Linked DNA regions of Anas platyrhynchos: region 2 is linked to region 1. A link is a contact called in public Hi-C data. All regions are on one chromosome and are shown on one strand. The core of a region is the stretch at or near the end of the contact, and the rest is flanking DNA. Distances in the headings are between cores, read along the strand shown. Region 1 holds the start of CABP1 (calcium binding protein 1). Region 2 holds the start of PATZ1 (POZ/BTB and AT hook containing zinc finger 1).

What was found. Hi-C and Micro-C count contacts between places; a contact is called where the count stands out from the background.
Region 2: a contact with region 1 is called in a Hi-C map of skeletal muscle, with 4 times the contacts expected there. The contact joins the promoter of PATZ1 here to the promoter of CABP1 in region 1. A contact is called at or near these places in 2 of 8 Hi-C or Micro-C datasets (both in skeletal muscle).

What each region holds. Positions count from the first base shown.
Region 1 is chr16:7,880,148-7,885,250 of IASCAAS_PekinDuck_T2T, forward strand. It overlaps CABP1 (calcium binding protein 1), which reads left to right and starts at 3,449. Exons shown (of 8, transcript XM_072024166.1): 1 at 3,449-5,103. It overlaps POP5 (POP5 homolog, ribonuclease P/MRP subunit), which reads right to left and starts at 3,368. Exons shown (of 5, transcript XM_027469995.3): 1 at 3,214-3,368; 2 at 3,001-3,143; 3 at 2,303-2,452; 4 at 1,791-1,874; 5 at 1,326-1,613. The coding sequence starts at 3,233. The coding sequence ends at 1,498. RNF10 (ring finger protein 10) reads left to right here. Exons shown (of 17, transcript XM_027469989.3): 17 at 1-990.
Region 2 is chr16:8,138,809-8,144,195 of IASCAAS_PekinDuck_T2T, forward strand. PATZ1 (POZ/BTB and AT hook containing zinc finger 1) reads right to left here and starts at 2,404. Exons shown (of 6, transcript XM_027470045.3): 1 at 438-2,404. The coding sequence starts at 1,726. It overlaps LOC119718477 (a long non-coding RNA gene), which reads right to left. Exons shown (of 5, transcript XR_005269631.2): 5 at 2,470-4,699.

The sequences.
Region 1 (5,103 bases), core at 2,199-4,698:
TAAACCTTAGCATCCCGCATTTCCTTTCAGGGAGTTGGTATGAAGCACCACCTAATTTACAGGGGCAGTTGTTGGGTCTTCTGTTACGTTCAGCCCCACCTGCACCAAGAAGTGAGCTGCCTGCACTCTGAGGTTTTGAGTTGTTCATGTGCTTCCAGTGAGGAGCAGACTGCTCACTGGCACTGCTGGTGTATTCACTGGGTGTGTCCCTATTTTAAAAAGCTTGTCAATGTATTGATGCTTGATTTCAAAACAGTCAGCTGTCTGTTACACAAGTGCTTCCTTAAGGCGTGTGTGCAAGGGAAGCTAGTACCAAGGAGTACACACTTCAAGACACTGTATGCAGCTGTAAACTAGAAAGAAGGGGGGTGACGGGAGGTAAAGAATGTCTCTGTTACTATAGGAGAGAGGAAATGCTTGCAAAGCCTTCTTTGAAAGCAGCTTAATTTCACACTTGGTCACAATTAACTACACTTGATGGAAAGACAGCACAGCTTGTCAAGAGTGCAAAGAAACTAAGACAAGTGCCTAGAAGTGGTAGCACAGCTTGTTAATGCTTCAAACACATAGTGGAAAATGATTGGTGAGGGAATAGAAAGCCACTGAGCAAGAAAGATTCAAGTATGCAGTTAACTGTGTTCACAATGCTGTTGTTTCCTACTTGTAACAGTATTTTTAAGTCATGGAGCAGGAGTTACTACTTAAGTGTCTAACCATTATCTGTTGTTTATTATTCCTACACCTTTATAGTCAACTTTTCTTTGCGGTGGCAAGAGAGAGTAGTTGGAGCTGGTACAACTTGCCTCCACTTCTCGCTAGCACTAGAACAAGGGAAAATCATGCAGGCGAGGAACTGTCCCTTCTGCAGGGGCAGTCTCCGAAGGACAGCATCAAGTTGTATCTCGTTTTCCTATGGATTCAAGAGATGCTACCAGCAGTGCTCCTTTCCTGTAACTGATTGGTGTAATCTTAATAAATATTTAAGCAGTACTTGTACCTGAGTTTTATAATGGGTTGGACAGATGTGAGCCTTGAAGTTCTACCATGGATTCCCTGTAGTTTCTACTGCTGTATACACAAGTGGTGCTTCTGTGCCTCAAAACAATGGATATCCTTCTGAACAATGGATGCGCCTGAAGATCAGGTCCAAAACTAAAAGATGTTAATGCTCTCTCTGTACTGAAGGAGAAAAAATACATTCCTTGTCGGTGCCAGCTGCCTAAAGCTCGCTTCTACCTCAGCATGAAGATCACAGCGAGTTTCTGTGCTCTTTAGTAGTTTTAATTCCTGGAGTAAAACAGACAACCCACTGAAGTGTAACACAATTTAAAAAAAATCAACAAAAAACATTTTATTTTTCAACACCTGGAATGGGGAAATGAAGTCTAAATAGGGACAGGTGCTTTTCCCAGCCCTTGCTTTACTTACAACAGAAAATCATTGGTATCATCATGATTACACCTGTACAGAAGAGAGGTGAATAGTAACAAGTAACATTCAGTCTGTCTCTGTGCCGTCATCCTCATCCTCTTCCTCTTCCTCCTCTCCACTGTGAGACTGCTCTTCTGTAAGGGAACAGCTCAACACCGACTGCCGGATGCGCTGTCTTTCCTCTGCAAGAAAGGGGGCAACACAGGGTCATTCCTTGAGCTCTTCACATGTGTTGGATGTCCTCAACTTGAAAAGAGAGGCCCATTTCTCGGTTGCAGGAGCTGGAAGCAGCCCTGCACCTCCTACAAAAGCTCCAGCAGTTCAGGCTGCTCTTCAGGAAAGCAGCTGGAGGAACTCACCCTCATTTGTACAGTTCTGCAATAACGTCAGCAGCTGTCTTCTGTTATACTGGATTAGGAATTTCTGGCATGACCTTATGGTACCTATCGGAGTCACAAGAATGATATGTAACAAGTTTTGAAACCGTGAAACCAAGTGTTACTATGTAAAGCATGAAGATCTTTGTATCACACAATAAATACCCTGGGTACCACCTTTATTAAGGCAAAGGATAGGATGCGTGTCCACACTGCGCTTCCCCAGTGATGTGATGATGCTAATTTCTAATAAGTAGTACCACCTCCTTGTCCCAAGCGGTTAATTTTCAGGACAGGGACAATGCTATACTTTAAAAACGTGTTTTTTTTTTTTTTTTAAAATTAATGTAATGCAGCATTTGCTGCTCTGGTTGCTCGCTGTAATGAAGACTCCTGCAGCATTAATGAGGGTCTGAGCACGGGGGGCTGCTGTCCCTTAATTAAAGCCACCTCTAATGAAGCAGAGTGCCCACCACGCTCCCTCCGGGGCTCACCTCCGACGTGCAGGGTGCTGAGGAAGCAGGGGCAGCGCAGCCCGCGGCTCTCCAGCTGCCTGACGAGCGGCAGCGCCGAGCACAGCAGGCGGTAGAAGTCCTTGCGGCAGCGCAGCAGCACGGTGCCCGTGTAGGCGTTCAGGTACTTCACTGCGGGACCGGCACTGCTCACCACCGGCACCTCGGGGGGGGGGGACCCTTCATCCTCGGGGGTCGCTCTTTCTTTCTGGGGGTCCCCTTTTCTCCTTGGGGAGGGGTCCCTTTCCGGGGGGTCCCTTCCATTCCCGGGGCTCTTTCATCCCAGGGGTCTCCTCCCTCCAGCGGGGCCATTCCCAGGGGGGTTCCCCATTCTCCCTGGGGGAGCTCCTCCCTCCCGGGGGTCACCCCTTCTCCCTCGGGGGGGCTTCCTGAGGGGATCCCTGCCTTTCCCAGGGGTCTTTCTTCCCGGGGGTCTCCCTCCCTCTAGGGGGTCCCTCTTCCCGGGGGGGGGCCTTTCTTTCCCGGGGGTCTTTCCCCTAGGGACTCCCCTCCTGGGACTCCCCCTTTCTTCCCGAGGGTCCCTGTCCCTTCCCGGGGGGGTCCTTCCCTTCCCTCCCGGGGGTCCCCCCTTGTTTTTGGGGTGTTCCCCTTTCCCTCAGAGGCTCCCCCTCCCTCCCGGGGGTCCCTTCCCCTCCCCCCGGGGTCCCTCCGGCCGCCACCTGTGAAGGCCAGCGAGCAGCAGGCCAGCCCGTAGTCCCCGTAGGCCCGCGCGATGGCGTCCTTGACGGCGCTGCCCACGGCTCGCTCCTCGATGCAGGACCGGCCCCGCGGCTCCTCGGCCACCACCTGGCACAGCACGTACCTGAGGGGGCCGCCGGTTACCGGGGGGGGCCCGGCCGGGCCCGAGCCCGGCCCCGCGCCCTCAGCCTCACCTGTTCTTGAAGCGAACCATGCCGCCGCCGGACCGACGTGGCTCCCAGCCAATGGGAGAAGCGCCTCGGCGCGCCGCAACCAATCGGCGCCGCGCGGAGGCGGGGTCAGAGGAAGGACTTCCCGTCCTGACACCTCCCCGGCGGCCCTGCCCTTTCCTCCAGGTGCTGGCTCTGCGCATGCGCCTTGTGTGCCGCCCCCCCCCAACCCCTCCGGGGCGACCCCGCCGCCTTCCCGGCAGCCCCCGCGCGGGGGCGCGCGAGGCGCGCGGTGCCCTGAGGGGACCCTGAGGGGACCCTGAGGGGGCGCAGGGTGGGCAGAGCCGTGCAGCCTGCTGAGGGCTAATTAATTAATTAACTAATTAATTTTTATAAAGCAGGCTCAGCTCCCGGGGCTGTGTCCCTTCAGTCTCCCTGGTCTGGTGCTTTTGTGCCTCATTACCGTCAGCCCAGCCGTCCCAGGAGGGCTCCTGCCCCTCGGTGCCTCACGGAATCGGCTCCAGCGCCAGCACAAGCTCCGGCCTTAATTTACTTTAATTTAATTTAATTTACTGGGCTGCAGTGTGAGCGCCTCACGGCTCTGAGCCCCTCGGGCTCCGCGTGTGGAGACCCGTGAGGCTGGGGTGCGCCCCGTGTCTGCTGCCTGCACCCACCGTGAGCCGGGGCAGGGCTGCGAGCGCGGCCTCATTGCTAATTCAGAGTGGAAACAGCTCCTCTGGGGGCCTTAATTCCAGACAAGGAGCACGGCGATAAAGCTGGTGGAAATCCTGTCCCGAGTGATAAACTTCTGCCCTCTGAAACGGATGCCCGCTGCGCCGCGTCTCCGCCTGTGCTCGCCCTTCCTGCCAGGCTTCTCTGAGAGCTGCGGAACAAGAGTTGCCTCAAGAGAGAGGAGCACCAAGTCCAGTAAAAAGAGACCTTTCTGGTGGGACCGTGAAGAAAGGGACTGGGAAATCTGCTGGCTTCTGGTGCTGATGTGGGTAGAAGCATTTCCTTGAGGAGAGACCCCACAGGATGGATTTTTGCCGTGTTGCTTTGTGCTTTAATACCCGTGACTGGATCAAACCATCAGTTCCACTCATCAGTGCGGCGAGCTCCTTGGTGATAAGCTATTCCCACACTTCTGAGTGATACCAAAACCATGAGTTTGTGAACGAGGAGCAAGGCCCTGGGTGAGCCTCCCAGCGCGGCTGCAACCTCGGTGTCTAGTGGCATTCCCGTCCCTGCCCTCTGACAGGCTTTGTTCGTGCCCTCCCTCGTTCCCCTCCTTTTGCAGAGGCGCAGCTGGGTCCCTGACAGGCAGCCCACGTGAGTGCACTCTGCCCTGTGATCCAATAGGACATGTGCATTCTGTGTGCTCCTGCTCAGCGCTACGGACGGCGAAAGCCTCAGTTTTCGGTCCAGAAAGCTGATTAGGAGAGACACAGCGCAAAGAGAGAGCAGTGTTGTGAGAGAGCCCTGCCCTGCCTCGTTTCATGTAGCACGTTGCCTTTAGTTCCCTGTTGTTGGTTTGGAAGATGCACAGAGCAGCCCTGAGCCTCCACAGCTCCCTGTGGAGCGCTCGTGTTAGCACTGGCTGTATGACTCCAGTCAGGCCTCGTGGTGTGCTGAGCTGAAAGCGCAGGACTTAAAAGGTTGCAACACCTTCGCATTTGTTTTCTTACCTCCTCGCCCCATCCTCTGCAAGATTCGCTGTATTGATTCGTGTCAGTGATTCAAGAGACTGTCACAAGTGATGGTGAGTTGTACAGTCAAGGTGGAAAAAAACTGTCTCCTAAGAAAAGATCTGACAGAGAAAAATGCAGAAAATGCAATTTGAATTGAAGAGTGGGTCAAGACACCTGCCAAGGGAGAGGATGGATGTCTCTCCTGCAGACCTGGAGAGGCAATGTG
Region 2 (5,387 bases), core at 1,154-3,653, 260 kb after region 1:
GGATACGAGAAAAATAATAAACTTGAGATGTATTAATATTTTGCACTTCAACAGCACCTTCAAACTACTTACAAATCAGTAGTCTCTAGCCACTTATGTGAGGTAGGTAATTATTTCAACACCCATTTCATCGTTTGAGGGAGAGACTAACTGATTTGCCCAAGGACACACATACTCCAAGTCTGGGACAAAGCTGGGAATGTTACCCAGAAGCCAACTGACTCCCAGTTCTACATCTTAATTACTTTTAAATCCTCTCAAGTGACTGTAGAACAGCCTCCCAGCGGAAATGATGAAAGTCTCATTTCTCAAGGCATTTTAAACTGGAGCAGTGAAACTATCCTAAACACAAATTGTTCTTGTTTCCCAAGGGATGGGAAAGGCAACTTCCTAGGTCTCTGTGTGTGTGTCTACGATCCTTATAAGTGCTCTCTTACCTGGAAAAGCCTTTTCCACAGCTCTGGCAGATGTAGGGCTTTCCCACTGAGCCATCGTGAGATCGCACATGATAGGACATCCTGTCTTTCCGCTTGAACCGTAACCCACACACTGGACAAGAGTAAGGCTTCTCACCAGAGTGCGACAGCTTGTGCCGATTCAGGTGGTACACGTCCCGAAAAATCTTGCCACAGATCTCACAGGCCACCTGTTTCCTCGTCCTGCTTCTCTTTCGGGGGGCATCGGGGTCATCCTGACCAGGGACACCATTTTCACCCAGTCTCGGGGGTGGGATGTCTATGTAGCCCAGCTGTAAGCTCGTCACCCCGTGTTGAGCCTCGTGCTGACGAAGACGGTTAGCATCCGTAAACACTTTCCCACAGAGGCCACAAGGCAGGATGCCAGCCTCTCGCAGCCCCCCAGGGGCACCAAACATCATGGAGTCCAAGAGGTTGGCTTTACGGGGACGCCCTCTGCCCCTCTTGGTACTCAAGGTGGGGACACTAGCAGCAACGTTCTGAAAGGGTGAGGCCAGCAGTGGTGGGGAAAGGGGGCCTGCCACCATGGGCAGGCGGTCCACACCCTGCAGAACGGGCAGGGAGGACTGAGACGCGGTGAGAGCAGCCCGCGTGGCCTCGTCTTCAGGCATGCCAGCGATGCCGTTGCCATTGGGGGCCAAGGTGGCACCATTGGTCATGTCAAGAGGGAAACCGAGGTCAGCAGCCCCCGGGCGGAACAGCATAATGTCGGGGCGTGCAGGGGGCACCAGGATCTGCACATTGGACTGCTTGATGACCTCCTGGCAGATGTCAATCACCGAGCGCATCAGCAGGAACTTGGCAGCCGTCATGAGCTCTGGGAAGCTCTCCAGCCGCACCACGATGCGCGACGTGTAGGCGAAGTCCAGGATGTCTCCAAACACCTTGGAGCTGATGGTATGCATCTCCAGCTCCCGCCCGCCCCCGGGGGCACCGCCGGCCGCTGCCGCGGCACCACCGGCCGCCGCCGCCTCCGTCGTGCCCCCTTCTCCTCCGCCGCCGCCGCCGGCTGCTCCGTCGCCCAGCTGCGCGCTGAACACCGACTCGAAGTACTCGCTGCATGCGGCCAGCACCGCCCGGTGCGCCGGGAAGCTCTCGTCGCCCACGCGCAGGAGCACGTCGCAGAAGCGGCCGCCGTTCTTGCGCTGCTGGTTGAGGCTGTGCAGCATGTCGGCGCTGTGCCGGCTCACCTGGTACGTGTAGCAGCCCGACGAGGGGCCGCAAGCGGCGGCCTCGCTCACCCGCTCCATGGGGCTTGCGCCGCCCCGCTGGCGCCCGCAGGGGGCGCGCACTCTCAGGGCCGCCGGGCGGCGCGCTGCTCCTCCTCCTCCTCCTCCTTCTCCTCCTCCTCCTCCTCCTCCTGCTCCTCCCCGCCCCTGGCCGGGCCGGCGGCGGCGGTGCGCGCTGCGCTCCCTGCCCAGTGCGAGGGGATGGCGGGCAGAGGGAGAAGAGAGGGGGGGGGGAAGAAAGGAGAGGGGGGGCGAGACAAAAGGCTCGGGCTGCGGAGGGGCGCGGGGCCGCCGCCGAGCGCTGCGAGCTCCGCCCGGGCCCGGCCGCCACGAGGCGCTGCGGCCGCCGCGGGAAGGGGCGTGCGCGGCGCGGCTGCAGCGAGCCGGGAGGGACGGGGCTCCGGCGGCTGCGGCTCCGGGCTGCCGGCTCCCGTCCGTCCCTGTGTGTTTGGAGCGGAGGAAAGATGGCAGCGGCTGCACTTCCTCTTGCACTTTCACCCCTGGGGGGAGGAGAAGGAGGGGGCGATACCACCCCCCCTACAAAAATCCAGCGGGGGCCCCCCGGCTGCTGCTCCCCCGCCGAGCGCCGCCGCCGCCGGCTCCGGCCCGGGCCCCGCCCGCCCCGCCGCACCCTCACCGCCGGCGCCGCAAACTTTCCGCTCTTCTTTTGCTCCAGAAGCCCCCCACCCTTTTCATAGAGACCCCCCCCCCCGCCCCTCCAGCCGCTCGGGCTCCCCCCTGCCCCCCCGCTTCCTGCCCCCCTCCCTCCCCGCATCCGCCAATGCTCGAGCAGCCCGAGCCAGCAGGCCGGCCCCCACCCCGCCCGCCCGCGGGGGCTGGGGGCTGCAGCCCCCCCGTTCCCCCAGCACCGCTCCTCCAATGCCGAGCCGGCAGCCGGGGGCCCCCCCCATGGCACAGGGGGGTGGGGGGGCTGCGCTCACCCCCTCCCCCAAATATCCGGGCTGCAGCTCGCCCCCCCGGGCCCCCCTCCCGCCGGGGAGAGGAGGGGCTGGAGAGAAGGGGGGGGGGTTGCAGGCAGCCTCCCCCCCCCCTCCCCAGGCGCGGAGCGGCCAATGCAAACCCTCCCGGAGCTGCAGAGGCGCCGAGCAGCCCCCACCTCCTCTCCCCGCCCGAGGAGAGCCGATCCCCGAGGGGCCGGGGGCTGCGGCCTCCCCCCGCCCTTTCATTGCATTCTTCACCCCCTCCCCAGCAACTCTCAGCCTGACCAAAAAAGCCAGGCGTTGCGCGTTTTTTGGGGGGTACCCCCTTTCCCTTCACTCCCTTCTCCCCCGGTGCAGCGATGCCCCCCGGCAGGAGCGGCTGGGAGCAGCGGTCCCCGCGGGCAGGGGGCTGCGGGAGGCGCAGCCTCGAGCGCTGCCTCCATGTTGGGGGAACGGCCTCCCCGCGGGGCCTCCGCTGCCCCGCCGTTCCCACGGCCGCGCTGCCAGCCTGCCCCGGGGAAACCGCCCCGAGAGGCAGGGCTGCGGGCTGCTGCCCGGGGCTGCCTGCACCGGCCCGGTGCTGAACCTCCCCTGGGTGCTCACGGGCTCGGTACGAAGAGCTCCTCTTCAAAGAGCAGCAGCAGCAGTCACGTTCGGCTAAATCTTGCTTTCTGTCTCAGAAAAATTGTTGCTTACTTTTGAAGAAATGTTTCCCCCCAAACACGCGCTCTTGCAAAACTAGGTTCTTTGCTTTGTTAAAGACAATGCGTTTTTAAAGCGTTCAGGGGCAGTTTTTTGCATTTGGAACATCAAGGCTAATTCAGAAGCCTTGGATGACCCATTCACAATCCAGTATTGTCACTTAAACTATTCAGTGGAAAATACTGAACTCAGCGCATGCAAGGGCATCTCAAACTGTGGAGCGTTCCAAGAGCTCGAACCCAGCACTTGAATTAAACAGTGGTGGAACCGAGAAAGCATTCTGGGTACTGATGTGCAAATGAGCGCACCAAGCTTCCAACTTCCAAAACGCGATATTGCATTAACACTTAAGGCCACGCGCTGCCCTCAGCCTGTATGCTGGGTTTCTCTTGCTTCTGCTGGAAGCTGACTACACCGCAGGCAGAATACTGCCGGTAGCTTTTTATTACTGCATTACATATGCACGCGCCCTGATCTGAACGTGTATTTTGGGAAATCTGAGGTTGTTCGAGTGGTAGCGATGTTGATGAACACGCACTCTATTACATGTATAATGCAGTGCTCCCATCCTGTTAGTCTGTTAGTGTGCCACAAACCAAGAGTTGTACTTGCTGTGGTGAGGAAAAGGATTATATTTACACATACTAGGCAGGCTGCATGTGCGCACACTTGCAGCAGTTAAAGAATCTGGAATTTGCTTATCTTTCCTAGTGGCTTCAGTCAGTTGCGTGCCTTTCCCCCCAGCGGTTCATATTGCCTTATTAATTTGCTTTCTTTTAGTCCCCAGTCTCCTGACATGGTTCCTGCTTCCTATTTCAGTTCCCTCCTTGCCTGTTCTTTGTCTCCTCTCTAGGCAGGGGGAGGGGGTCCTGCCGCTCACACTGCACTTTCCTCAGAACTTTCTCCAGTTGCCAGGGAATGTTCTGGTTTCAGCTCCCAGCCCTCCTGTTTAAAAAGCACCGTCTGACACGCCCTGCCTGCTTCTTTAGGTAAATGCTACGTACTTCCCCCCCTAAGCACGCGTGTTTCTCGGCAAACCCATTCCCGCTCCATTCCCGCTCCCCCTTGGAATGCCGCATTAGCATGCCGGGAGCTCGTCCCCTGAGCACGCTGCTGGGCTCTCGGTAAAGATGACCCCCCGCACTTAGCGCTCCCAGGGAGATCACAGGGTGACCGGCACAGCCTTTACCTTAGCTCCTTGTCCCCTCACACGGTAAGGCTGAATCTCTCTCTTCAGTTCTGCTCCTGTGGCATCACTCTCCGCCACCTCCACTGCTTCAGCAATGCATTTAGAGGCCCACTTGAGCCAACTTCATCTGGTCCCCAGCTTATCTTGTCCCAGGACACGAGCCTGTTGATGCAGTCATTCAATTAGTGCTTGTTACAACATAGCCAGATTCCCTTTATTTACAAATAAGCATACAATTTGTGCAGAACTGTGACAAAATTTGGATCACCTGTATAAAGATATTTGGAGGATTACATTCCCTAAATGTAATGTGATGACCAAGTGTCATTTCCCCATACTTAGCTATTCAAGGGTACAGGTGTGACTTACTTTGGAATCATTCATCATCTGAACTAGCTAGTTAATGTCTCAAAGACCAAGGTCCAGATGGAAGACTTAAATGCATATCAAAATTTACATTTTCAGTATAAAGAATTCACTCCCCTTTTCGGATGATTCCTGAACTATTTGCTCTCACATCTTCTGCACTTGGACCTGTTGAACTTCTCCTGAATTCCAATCTCTTTCAAATAAAGGCATTTTCCTCAGCTACTTTATTCAGCTTCTCACTATTTCCTGTCTCACTTCAGCTCTTGGGAATTCCTGAGCTGTCCCTAAATGTTTTGCAGCTGTTTGGTCCCTGCTGAAGTACTTTGATTGGTATCTCAATAGTAGTAAAAACCCTCTTTTGCTCTGAACATGTGTGTGCCATTTGGGACTGTACACTGTACATTGCTCATTTCACAGCAGATCAATTGCTACTGGCCTTACTCAGAAGCGCAGACCTTAAAGTAATTTGGAACTGCAAATA